Regions from separate parts of the Sus scrofa genome. Here region 1 is linked to region 2. Evidence: chromatin contacts called from public HiChIP or PLAC-seq data. All regions are on one chromosome and are shown on one strand. Each heading gives the region's core, a stretch centred on a gene start, on an enhancer-like site or on the middle of the called end of the contact. The rest is flanking DNA. Distances are from core to core; before and after follow the strand shown. Region 1 overlaps IL1RAP (interleukin-1 receptor accessory protein). Region 2 has its middle 78 kb from the start of P3H2.

The links. HiChIP or PLAC-seq counts read pairs in DNA pulled down with a chosen protein or histone mark.
Region 1: a contact with region 2 is called in an H3K27ac HiChIP or PLAC-seq map of alveolar macrophages. The contact joins two enhancer-like sites. A contact is called at or near these places in 1 of 47 Hi-C or Micro-C datasets (embryonic fibroblasts) and 1 of 2 datasets of contacts at active chromatin or transcription factors (alveolar macrophages).

Annotation. Positions count from the first base shown.
Region 1 is chr13:127,983,853-127,990,425 of Sscrofa11.1, forward strand. All of the region lies in intron 2 of IL1RAP (interleukin-1 receptor accessory protein), which reads left to right. Among named protein-coding and RNA genes, the nearest start is that of IL1RAP, 53 kb to the left of the region's middle. Within about 2 kb of position 1,424, at least 9 of the 83 cell types and tissues checked have an H3K27ac peak or open chromatin away from gene starts, as enhancers often do. A contact at or near this core is called in alveolar macrophages, where this site is marked.
Region 2 is chr13:127,647,034-127,653,541 of Sscrofa11.1, forward strand. No RefSeq gene overlaps it. Among named protein-coding and RNA genes, the nearest start is that of P3H2, 78 kb to the left of the region's middle. Within about 2 kb of position 3,183, at least 10 of the 83 cell types and tissues checked have an H3K27ac peak or open chromatin away from gene starts, as enhancers often do. A contact at or near this core is called in alveolar macrophages, where this site is marked.

The sequences.
Region 1 (6,573 bases), core at 174-2,673, 340 kb after region 2:
GCAAAAAAAAAAAGAAACTTCCCCTGTGTAATTTCCCTGACCACGGACGGACCAGAATTTGAATATAATTACTTTAATTCTTTTTCTATGTGAGAAGCCTTCAGAGATGTTAAAACAATAATCGTAAAACTATGACCATGTTCTCTAATATATGCCTTGCAACTCTTCTTCACACACATAGATTTGAATTGTCCTACCTGATTATTTTTTCCGGGTGTGTTTCAGATTTGCTATGCCACTGGAAGTATTTTATGGGAAACCAAAAATAGCACTAAAGGGTATAACTAGAACAGAGTGCAGCTCAAAGCTTAGACAAGGAAAGATAACTTCTTACCTTGTTGGCCCTCGGAGGCTTCACAGAGGAAAGAATATATTATAAGCAGGGCTAATATTCAGCTGGGATGCACAAGTGTATAGCTTGACTGTCTGTTTAGCCCAGCATCTCTCCTACTTAACTGAGTGTTTCATTTGACTGACCAGTGCCCTGATGTCTTGGTTTTTAAATACACCGAGGAATTCCCTTGTGGATCAGCAGGTTAAGGATCCAGCATTGTTACTGCTGTGGCTCTGGTTGTATCTGTGGCGCAGGTTCGCTTCCTGGCCCAGGAACTTCCACGTGCTGTAGGCACAGCCAAAAATTGAAAAATAAATACACTTAATATAACCCCTGATGGTAGTTAGTTCTTATTTGATTTAGTTGTATCCTTGAATACTATTTTCTTAGAGAGGTCTTCCTTAACCACCTGAACTAAAATAGCCCTGCCAGTCATTCTCTATTCTATTCTGCTTTAGTTTTCTTCATAATATTTATTATTGACATTATATTAACTCTTTATTTTCTCTCCTCCTCTTCTTCTCCTCTCCCTCCTTCTCCTTCTTCCTCTTGTCTTTCCTCCCAACCCCATCCTCCTCTCCTTTCTTTCTTTTTCTCTTTCTCTCTCTCCTTCTTTTCCTTCCTCCCTCCCTATTTCTCTACTTTTAAACTACCCAAAGACAGAGACTTGTCCATTTTGTTTGTTACACAAACACTTGGAGTAAAGATTGGCACATTGACACGTAGTAGGAACTCAAATCATGTATATATTCAATGGATGAAAAAAATGTCCCTTCACATCCTTTTTTGCCCAAATTGGCCAGTTTTATAATGGATCTTGTTTGGATTCATACCAGTCATTCATTAATGTGGTTTTTTATGTCCTCACCTTGAAGGAAAAGGGAGAGATGACCTTGTTACTCTTGGTAAAGATCAGTGAAGTCTCAGGAGTTAGTGGGTGCTATTGTCTCACTGGTCCTGGCAGAGTTGCTTTTCTGAATGACTTTTACTGTAATCTATCCAAGGAGCCCCCATCCCCACCCCCTCACAGGTCATTGGGAAGCGAGCTTTCCACCCAGGAACTGACTCATAATTCTGTCCGGGGAAGCTGACTTCTTGAATGAGATAAATTCTCATACCAGCCCCATTGAGTCACCATGGGAGCAGGAAACATGTTGTAATGTCCTCAGCCCATCTGGCCAATATTCATTTGCCTTCCTTATGAAAAGGTATATTGTGTCTGTGTTAGTGATGCACTTCCTAGTTGAGGGAGAGGAACAAAAAGGAAGCGTTGTTGACAAAAATAAAAGGCCCTGGGCTACTAGAAGAAAAAAGGAATCGATGCACATACTGAGAGATCAACCACCCTCTCTTACATCGTGCCTCTTACAATGACAGACAACAGTGGATGCGTTGGTCTTTCATGAGGCTCTTCCTATGCTCCAGGTACCCACATGAATGGACTCACAAGACTGATGCAAGGAACAAAGGAGAAATAGCTTGAACACCCTAAAGCTCTGTGCATGCATATTTAGTAAGAATTTTGTCTTGTGGTTCTGGGCACCTCCATGTAGAACCTTCTCTTAAGGAAAACCTCATATTTTTAGAAAGGAATCATAATGAATAAGAGATTTAGTTCCATGCAGTGCATTTCAAGTGCAGTGAACTGGTCTTCAAGGTACACAATTCTGACTAGAGAACATAGACTTTCTGTGGCCGTACTGTGATTTCCATCTTCACTCAAGAAGGTGGGAGCAACATTTCATCTTTGGTGGTGATAAAAGCAAGTAATCAAAAGCCAGCATTTACTTTCTTTTAAGGAATTAAAGCTTGGGATAATTATAATAGTGAAAATATAATTATATGTGGTAGCGATAGCAGTGATAATAAAGCTCCCTTTGCTGAAACAAAATTCCCTTCGAATTTTTGTATATTCTATGTCATTTAATTCTCACACCCTGAACATAGACCAGTCAGGCTTAACTCCCTTTTTTGGATAAGAAAATTAGAATCAAAGTGGTTAAGTGAGTTATCCAAAGTCACTAATACTTAAAGCAACTGTGATTTCAACTAGTTTCTCAGTTCTCAAGGTGCATATTATTTTTACTAAATACATTCCCTTTGGACTCTACTAGAATATAAATAATTTAGGGAAAAAAAGGTTAAGATCCCAGGTTTTTCTCATTGTTAAAGAAATAAGTAATAGATTTCTAGATAAGAATTATCTAAGTAATGTATTAATAATTAATGATAATTAACTAGTTAAGTAATAAATTTCTTAGAGTTTAAGTAATAGATTTCTACCTTTTCTAGATAAGAATTATCTAAGTAATTGATTAATAATAGTAATAAAGATAAATCTAAGTGATAGATTTCTGTGTTTTCTACATAATAATTATTACCTTTACTCCCCCTGCCTCCTCCTTTGAGATGCCCCACCACCACCACAGGAGGAAATTCACTGTAATGTAAACTCAAAACTCAGTAGTCTTATTTTTGCTTGTTATAGAATTAAACATTTCTAATACTAAACTCAAAGAAGTTCTCCTTTGCAAGAATTCCAGAAGCAAAGTTTGTCTTGCCACACATTTCTCTTTTGGTGTATTTCACTGGCAGCATGTAAGAAAGAGAAACTGTTAAAGTTGCTTTTAGAATAGAAATAAATGTTTGGAACTTGTGATTCCAAGTTGGAGAGGTAGTTAGAATGTCACCACATATAATATGGTGAACTTTAAAAATATTGCCATATCAAAATTATTTGCTGCTCAGACCACATAAAATAATGATAGCAATGAATTTTCTTCCCCAAATGCATGCACACATACACATGCACACATCTTTGAATACAGCTTTTTATTTTCAAAGACAACAGTTGACTCTGTGCCAGGTGCGGGGCTAGATTTCACACACATTATCATTAACTTTACAGAAAAACACTGTGATGGGAGTAGAGTGTAGAGATTTTTACACTTGTTTTACAATTTAGGAAATGTAATGCCAGTTAGTGGCTTCAGTTAACAGTACTCACGATGGCTTGCCTGTAGGGCTGGGATTTGAAAGCTGTCTTTCTTCCCAAAGCAGTGCTCTTTCTTTTATACGCCATTGCCTTCCCTTAGGGCTTTCTTCTGGTGATGAAGGTAAGAAAGGAATTGTGGCAATATAAGAGCTTTAGTTCCCTCATTTCTTTATCATTATTTTTAAAGAAATTTGCAGAGGGTGAAAACAATCATGTGGCTTAATGAGAATAAATTAACACTGTGGAAAATAAATAAGTAAAAACATTGTTGGCTTGCCAGGAATCAAGAGACATTGGTTCAAGTTCTAGCTGTTTTCACTTTGTGAGCTGTTTAATGACATTCATCCTTTAATCACTCAGCTTCACTGTGTCATGTAAGTTCTTACATGCAAAACAACCAACCAACAATAGCAAAACAACCATCCAACAAACTAACCAACCAACCCACAACAGCAAAACTCCAACCAATTCTTCCTTCTTGCTTTTTTATTAAAGGGCTGGGTTTTATTACACCATGGACGTAACACAAAGTACAAGCTTCTCATTATTTAATTATTTCTATTGGAAGTACTTATCGTACAAGGATTTCACTTTATTCTAAAGATCATGAGTTTGACCATTTTATACTATAGAATCAGAGTAAATACGGGAAGGTTCTTATTGTAAGCATCTTATAGTAAATTCTGAGAGAAAGAAAATAAAAACCAAACAAAATTGCAAGAGACAGCAGAGAAAGTTATTAGTCCTGTAGGGAATTATTGAAGAAGACTTTTCAAAGACCACTGCTGTTTTCTAGGAGAAAATGCATCTCTTACTGGGGACAGAATAGTTCAGTTCAGCTGAAGGGAGAATGTGAAGGTATTTAGAAGCCAAGCTAGAAAGGTAGGTTGTGAACAGATTGTAAAGACAGGTAAAGGGAATATTTGCACTTAATGTATTTTAGATATAGTTGTCCAGTTCTCTCTCTCTCTCTCTCTTTTTTCATTTTGTCTTTCTTTGACAAAGACCTATAATATTTTACTGCTATGCAATGGCATAGCTTTTCATAAAGATTCAGATTTGTTGCCAGCTCTGGAGACCTTATATTATTTGAATGTGCTTTTTGAAAAACTCCATACTTGGATGTACTTGTGACATTCAGTCCTGTCTCTGTTGCTCATGGCTGGTCATCCTGAACACACTTCATTTCTATGCAATTTAGTCCAAACATTTGGAGAATGAGTGAAAAATACAGTTTCATTTTATTCTTAGATCTATTCTTAGATCCAATGTTAAAGGTCATTGGACTTATAAAAGTCACCCTAATGTTCTTTATTTTATTTTATTTTTTTTTACTTTCCCACTGTACAGCAAGGGGGTCAGGTTATCCTTACATGTATACATTACAATTACATTTTTCCCCCACCCTTTCTTCTGTTGCAACATGAGTATCTAGACAAAGTTCTCAATGCTATTCAGCAGGATCTCCTTGTAAATCTATTCTAAGTTGTGTCTGCTTCTTCTTGGAAGCAGATATCTTCACTCTCTCTCTCTCTCTTTTTTTTTTTAGCTGCATTTGTATTTTGAAAGACATTATTTTTAAGTTACTTATGCTTCCCAAAGGGTAGATATTGAAAAGAGATTTGAGTACCACAGTTTATTGGCCTGATGCTGACTCTGCAGGTATAATAAGCTCTCTAGAAAGACTTCTTGTATCTCAGTGATAATTCTGTTTAGAAAAATGACCTAATTCTTCCATCACATGCGTTAGTTAAGAGAAGCCACTATTTTTGCAGGGAATACATGGGTGTATATGGTTATAAGTGACAATGTCTGGCTTATAAGGCTTTCTTCTGCTCTTTGAATGGTCAGCCTTGTTTCAGCCTTCTCCCAAACATTTGTTTCTACTGTATTGAGATAGGCTTTGTAGAATCAGATCGCCATTGATTATCAGTGACTTAACTCCTGGGCCATTGGCACCCATTTTATTTCACTGTTTAAAAAAATATTCTTTTTAATTTTGTTGCTGACTTCCTTTGGAAAATAATATCCGCTCTCAAGAAAACAATGCTATGCTTGCTTTCTTCTAAAATTCACTGAGTGCTGCAGTTAATCATTTATTTTTGAGGGATAGAGAGGAAATGGATACCTTTTATAAATAATATGAGAACCTCAGTCAATAACTTCTAGTATCTTCCATCCAAATCGATAAAAGCAATATACAGAATCACCTTTTTTTGTCTTTTTCTATTTTAAAGGCACAAGGAACAATGAAAATACTGAGAAAATGAGAAAGAGACAAAATCATCATACCCTCAATAATCTAGACTTGGCTGAGTCTGTGATTTTCATGAATTTCATTTCTCCTTCTGAAATCAGAATAAAACTCTTGGTATTGCTGTACATTACCAGAAAACAAATACCACTTTCCTGCAGCGTCTATAGGTTGTGGAATATTAGTTTAAGGCTCTTTGCCCATCATCTCATTGTTTTTTTTTTGTTTGTTTTTTTGTTTTGTTTTGTTTTACTTTGAGAAAAGTGCTCCTTGAGGCAGGCAGGGTGTACATTTTGATATATACACCAGGGTACTGATGTTTGCATTTTCTGCTGAACTTATATAACAGAACATTGTGGTCCCTTTAAAGTTTGGGCTTTCCATGCCCGAGGGAGGGACCAACCAAAAGAGTATTTGCCCAACTATGCTTCAATGGAAACCATGTGGGTACTCAAGAAGAAAGAAGCAGGAGTTCCTGTCATGGCTCAGTGGAAACAAATCCGACTAGTATCCATGAGGATGCGGATTCCATCCCTGGCCCCCCTCAGTGGATTAAGGATTCAGCGTTGCCTGTGAGCTATGGTGTATGTCGCAGATGCAGCTCAGATCCTGCGTTGCTGTGGCTGTGGTGTAGGCTGGCAGCTATAGCTCCAATTCAACCCCTGGCCTGAACTTCCATATGCCACAAGTGTGGCCCTAAAAAGCAAAAAAAAGGAAAAAAAAAAAAGAGGAAAGAGAAAGAGATGTCATCTGTCAGTCACAGATAGCTTTTAAAAAATAAATATAGCTCTTTATTAATATAATAATATGGGTTTTATTAGATTCTTAGTCCTTTCATACAAGTACAACTATAGTTGAAATACAGGACCCAATTATTATTGAAAAAAATGCAGATATACAGATTGCTGTTCCCAGGCAGATCTCAACCATTGTTAACCTTTACTTGCTGTAGTTTTTTTAGCCCTTTTTAACTTTGGGGAGAAACATTTA
Region 2 (6,508 bases), core at 1,933-4,432:
TATGTACTTGAGATTCTTGGGATTGTGATTTCTATAACATGGAACAACAGAAGCTTTCTGGCAAGATGTATTTGAAAGTTACAAATAACAAAGATCACCAGGACAGCTCCTGACACCTGGTAGGTATTAAATACGTAGCAACTATTATTAGTATGTGATGGGATAAGAGAGAGGAGAAGGAATGGGGTGGAATAGTCTCAGGGCCAGAAACAGGAAGTATTTTGATGTGGTAGCAACAGAAAGAGGATAAGGAGGAAGAGAATAGGGGCTTTGGGTTTTAGGATCACTTTCAGAGGAGCTGGTAATATGCAAGTTCTGCTTACTTCAGCATCCTCATTCTAAAAAGCGAATCATTTTTCTATTCTTAGAGGTTTTCGAATTATGCTATGTCACCTAATATTTCTACAAAAATACTGAGAATTTAAATGGGGAATTTCCTAAGCCAAAACTTACCTCCTACTAGCTGGATTCCATGAAACTACAATGTTGACAGCTCCTAATGAACAGTTTTAGCATCTGGATTATATCAGCTTTCCTTGAATCATAAATCTTTTGTAATTCCTGCTTTTATAAAAGCAAATAAATAACATTGTTTCCATGTGGCTATATTTCTTTGCATAGCAGGACATAGAAATATGAAGATTTTTGTGGGGGGCGAGCAAACACATTTGTCCTTGACTGATGTTACCAGCAGACTCCTCCTATTTAATCTACATTATTCTTAAAGTAAATACAAATACTTGCTCCACATTCATACAACCCTTATGAGTTTACAAAGTACTTTTAAACATATTTGATACATATCTCATTTATTTACTAATATTCTATCTCCTAGATGATGCAGCGAAAGCTCAAATTTCAATGTCTTGTTCAGGGTCCTATGGCTAATGAGAAATTGATTCAGATTGTCTGATTCCAAATTCAAAAAAGTTTTCACTCTGTGCCTCTATTCCTTATTTCCATCATTCACTATAAGAGGAAACATGAAACGTGTTTGTCCCTGACCGCAGAGAATTTGGCAAGGAACACACACACACACACACACACACACACACACACACACACACACCCTGAGTGAAACATCACTACAGGCAAAACACAATGCTAAATGCTTTACAAGTGTTCCTTACAGGGCAGTTAAAATGTGCAGGGAAAGAGAAGGAGATTGAGATTGCTCTGCGTTGGGGTGATCAGGGACATAGCATAGAGGAAGTAAGAAGAAAGGTAAGAAGAATAATTTTTAAGAGTAGAAAACCAAGAAGCATTTGGGATGATTGTAGTAATCAAGTTGTCCTCCACCTCCAGGCTCTAACTCTCATTTGTAAACATTCCAGAAGGAATAGGACATTGCATTCTTGGCTGGAAGTTAAACAAGCAGATGAATCATCTGAAAATCCAGGGTTGGAGTAGGTTTTCAACTGATCAGTATGAGAGATACCCATGTTGATGGGCCCCTGGGGGATGGCGTACCTGCAGTAACCAAAACTGTGATGTCTGACACCTTTTACATGCTGCTACCCAGAAACTTGTAACCAGGCTTTAACAAACCAAACCATAATTTTTTTTTTTTTGTCCGTGTGGTAAGCACTGAGGACAGGGAGGCAGAAGAAAGAGCAGTGAGTTAGGAATCAGAAGAACTGGGCTTTGTCTTATGGTTGCAGCAACTCTTATGAGGACAACCTTGAGCAACTCACTTCAATCCCTCTGTGTTCCAGTTTCATCATCTGTAAAATGGGCCAAATGATACCTGCCCAGCCTACCTTTTTGCAAAAGATTAATGGGATGACATATGTGAAAGTGTCCTGAAAATGATAAATTGTACAAAGTATACAAATGTATACATTATACCAATGTACATGATATGCAAATGTTATATACTGACTTCCAAGGGATTTTTTTTTAAGTAAAATCCCCTCTAATTCTCTTTTGCAACTTAGCAAGCACTTAAACATTTTTTTTGCCTCATCACAATCTCCAAATACCTGATCTACATAGGGCTAGGTGTGAAATCGTTGTTCTTAAAGACCTAGTGAAAAAAATCATTTTCCCATAAACCTAGACTTCAGTGAAAATGTTGGTTGTCATTTTGGGCACTTGGGAACCCTTTCACTATATTAAGTGAGCTTTTGTAGAATGAGCAGATGTGCGAATTGATGTGGATGGTTAGAATAGGAGGTGGTGAATTAAAAAAAAAATGTAAAGACTAAAGAATATCCAGAAATTGGCACAACATTGTAAACCAACTATACTTTAATTTGAAAATGTAAAAAGGAATAAAATACTTAAAAAACAACTCTTTGTCAAAAATAAGTAAATAAATAAAAGAATACTCTTCCCTGAAAAGTTGTTGATACAGGCTAGTAATAACCAATTACAACATGACACTAAAGTCTCTACCACGTTATTCAAAATGGGCTCTATGGACCAGCCACAAGGGCATGTCACTTGGGAGCTTGTTAGAAATGCGGACTCTCCAGCCTGCCCCAGAACTACCAAATCAGAATCTGCATTTTAACAAGATCCTGGATGATTTGCATGCGTGTTAAAATTTGAGACTCAGTAGGTTATGTGGCACTTTTATATATATTACATCATTTGGTTCTTGAGATTACTGTGTTAAAAAAACAGTATTACTACCTTGTCCTTCCCACACCCCATATTCCAGTGTAACTCAGAAAAGTTAAGCCAGAGTGTCAGGGCCAGTGTGGCAGCTGAAGGATATAAAGCCAACTTTCTGATTCTAACATCTGTGCTTCTCCCACAGCAAGCCTTTCCTGTTGCATCTCTCTCTCTCTGATATTTTCTATGAGGACCTACCTAGAAACCAGATAAGACTTCCAGCAATCCTTTCTGACTGAAAGATCCTCTCATTTATCTAAGGTACCCCACTCACAAAACCCTGCCTCATGATACAGGAAACATCACACAAGGAGAGGAAGGACTGCTTCCTTTTGTGGCACAGTCAGATACTTTGGGTTGGTGCCAGGCTGAAGACGGGAAATTCCCATTTCATATTCTTCTGCATTTACTTGGATAATTGAGGTCCTAAATGATGTCAGACTTTCTGAGATCTTTCTGGGAGTTCATTCTTGGCTGATTCCATCATCAGAATACCACTATTACAGGGCGCCACCCCTGGAATTGCTCAAACCCAGTGGCTGACTATGCTTCTTGTGGGTGCCTCAAGGGGGCTCCTTGGAGTATAGAGTCTGCTTACATTGTAAGGTGAAGGTCTGATTCAGACACTCACTAGTAGTGCTTGAAATATGCTGTTGGATGTCTTCCAGCTTTCTCTTTCTTAACATTCTCAAACTTGTGACAGATTTCATAGGGATGGCAGTCAAGAGACAATGGTTTGGAAAGTGTCATCAGCAGTAACTTTTTACAGCTGAGACCTGGGGAATTAACTGCAATCCACAAAATGGAATGTACATATTTGGGCAAAAAATTAAAAAGTAAAGAAAACAATCCCAAAATGAAAAATCCAAGGACAAATAAAGACACTAAGATTGTGCTTTGTAGCTTCTTAATACCAGGTATGCCAACTGTAGTCCTGTCCAGCAATGAGGCTTTATTGTCTTCCTAAAGAGTGAGCTCAATGGACTTTCCAGAGTAGAGAGACTGCGCTACAATACATCACCCGCTTCTTGTCTCCCCTTAGGATGTAGCACTGAAGACACCAATAGATTCTAGAAAGTATTTTTTTTTAATCCTGATTTTATTTATTTATTTTGCCTTTTTTCTAAGGCCATTTCCCGCAGCATATGGAGGTTCCCAGGATGTAGCACTGAAGACACAAATAGATTCTAGAAAGTATTTTTTTTAATCCTGATTTTATTTATTTATTTATTTATTTATTTATTTATTTATTTATTTTGCCTTTTTTCTAGGGCTGCTTCCCGCAGCATATGGAGGTTCCCAGGCTAGGGTCTAATCGGAGTTGTAGCCACCAGCCTACACCACAGCCACAGCAACACCAGATCCGAGCCGCGTCTGCAAACTACACCACAGCTCACGGCAACGCCGGATCCTTAACCCACTGAGCAAGGCCAGGGATCGAACCTGCAACCTCATAGTTCCTAGTTGGATTTGTTAACCACTGCACCACGACAGGAAGTCTAGATTCTAGAAAGTTTTAAGCTAAGAATCAGTGATTCCCAGAATGAGAACTATGCCCAGATGGCTGTTTCTGTTTAGCTCAAGTCAAGGAGTTATTTATCCCCCTTTATTTCCCACTAAGTTTTTCTCTTCATCGTCAGAGCCCCAGCAAATCCACAAGATGTGCCTTTAATTCTTTCACTCTTACAGTTACTACGGATGTGCAAAAGTCTTTGCTAATGCTATTCTTTCAGCCTGAAATGTTTCTCATCAAATCAACTATTTCAAATCCCAGGCATCATTCAGTGCTCTCCTGTGATGACTCAAGTGGAACCAAACTTCCCAGCTCATGTCTCTACTAGAGCCCTTGGGTGTTCTGTCTGTTTTAGAGTTATTTGTGTAATTGTCGGTCTCTCCTACTAGGCACATCTCAGTCTGTTTTACTAGATTATGTTTCTCTTATTTGTATAATTTTATAATACCTTATTCTGAAACACATGAGTGTAACGATAAAGCACCATTTGAATGGGAACTTCTCTCTCAAGGTTAAGAAAGAAATGTCAGACCTTCCTCTTGCAGTTTGGAGTCAGCAAGTCTTGTTTATTACCCTCAAACCCTGTGGGCCTTTGAGGTCACCTGTGTACCCCAGGGGCTTTATCCAAACCTGTAGGACTTGTTCTCCAGCCTGAATGAAAAGAGCTCTTCACTTCAAAAAGAGGTTCCACCCTTTTTCATTTCACAAAGCCCCATATCCTGTTCTAACATAACATAGATATGTGCACTAGATTTTAAGGAGATTGTTAAACGTCTTTAAGAAATTAGTATCATGGTACAAGTGCCATAAGAAAAAAAAATCATGAACATTAAAGGAATAAATATTATTGTAAAGTCTATCATTGTCTCTAAATAAATATATGCAACTTCTTTTTTATTTTTCCATAGAGATAAAAGCATTTCAAACAATTTTGAGAAAAAGGTCCCAGTGATTTCTCCGTGATTGTGACTTACAAGGGTAAGTACCTTAAAAGCAAAACTCTTAATTGTGTAAAAAAAAATCTATAGATTCCAGTGAGGAAGAACTGGAGAAGTGATCTTTGAAGAGATCCACAGTATCCTGAGATTCAAAAGTTAGATGAAAAAAAAAAAAATGGAAGGAGGGATTTGAGATGATAAAATATTACAGGTGGGAAATGTTGATGGGGAATGTGGGGAATCTGGGAAATCGCTGTACCTTTCTCTCAACTTTGCTGTGAACCTAAAACTGCTCTAAAAACAAAATCTTCAAAGAAGTCTCCAAATGCTGCCAAATGTCCCCTAGAAGGCAAACATTTCCTGGCTGAGAAACTAACACCTTTGTTTTTATTAAAAATGTGACAAGAGCTCCTGTTGTGGCTCATCAGGTTAAGAACCTGACAAGTATCCATGAAGATGCAGATCCAATTCTTGGCCTCAGTGGAAGTTAAGGATCTGGCACTGCTGTGAGCTGAGATGTAGGTCATCAACATGGCTCAGATCTGGCATTGCTGCGGCTGTGGCATAAGCTCGCCCAGGAATTGAACTTCTATCCAGGGGATTTCCATATGCCGCAGGTGCTGCCCTAAAAAATAAAAAGAAAATAAATAAATCCATAAATAAAAAGATGACAAACTTATGGCTACCAAAGGGGACAGGTTGGGGGTGGGGAGGGTTGGACTGGGGGGTTGGAACTGGCACGTGCACAATGAGGTATCTGGAAAGACTGGCCATTGGGGACCTGCTCTAAAGCACAGAGAACTCCACCCAGTATTCTGTGATAAACTATTCAGGAAAAGATTCTGAAAGAGAATGCATGTGTGTCCATGTGTAACTGAGTCATTTGTTGTACAGCAGAAGTGATCAAAACATTGTAAATCAACTATACTTCAATAAAACTTTCAAAAAATTAAAAAATGTAAACTGCTGACTCTACCCCAAACCTACCAAATGAGAAACACTGGGGGCGAGGCCTCGCAATCAATCTGTGTTTTAATACGCCTGCCTTGCAGTTTATTTTGGTGCAGTTTAATTTTAAGAACAATGCTGGACTTATCTCCTCCTCCAAGCAAGTGTATCCCAGAAGATGTAGACTGGTATTCCATAGTGTGGGAACCAGGGATTATCTTCACCAGAATCACGTTTGTTGTTTCTTAAAGCAGCGTCTAGGGGCTCACCCTAGTGTTCTTTAATCAGAACTTCATAGGGAATGGGGAAGACGAGGATGAAGTAGAAAGCAGGGATCCAGTGGGGTTTGTTGGTTTTGTTTTTAAGAAAGCATACCCCAATGTCTCCTATGTATACAGAACACCACTGGCTGGTACAGACTCTTCAGATGTTCTTTATTCATATCGCTGACATAGCAAGTTGTGGTTTTGTGTTTCCAAAACAACTTTCT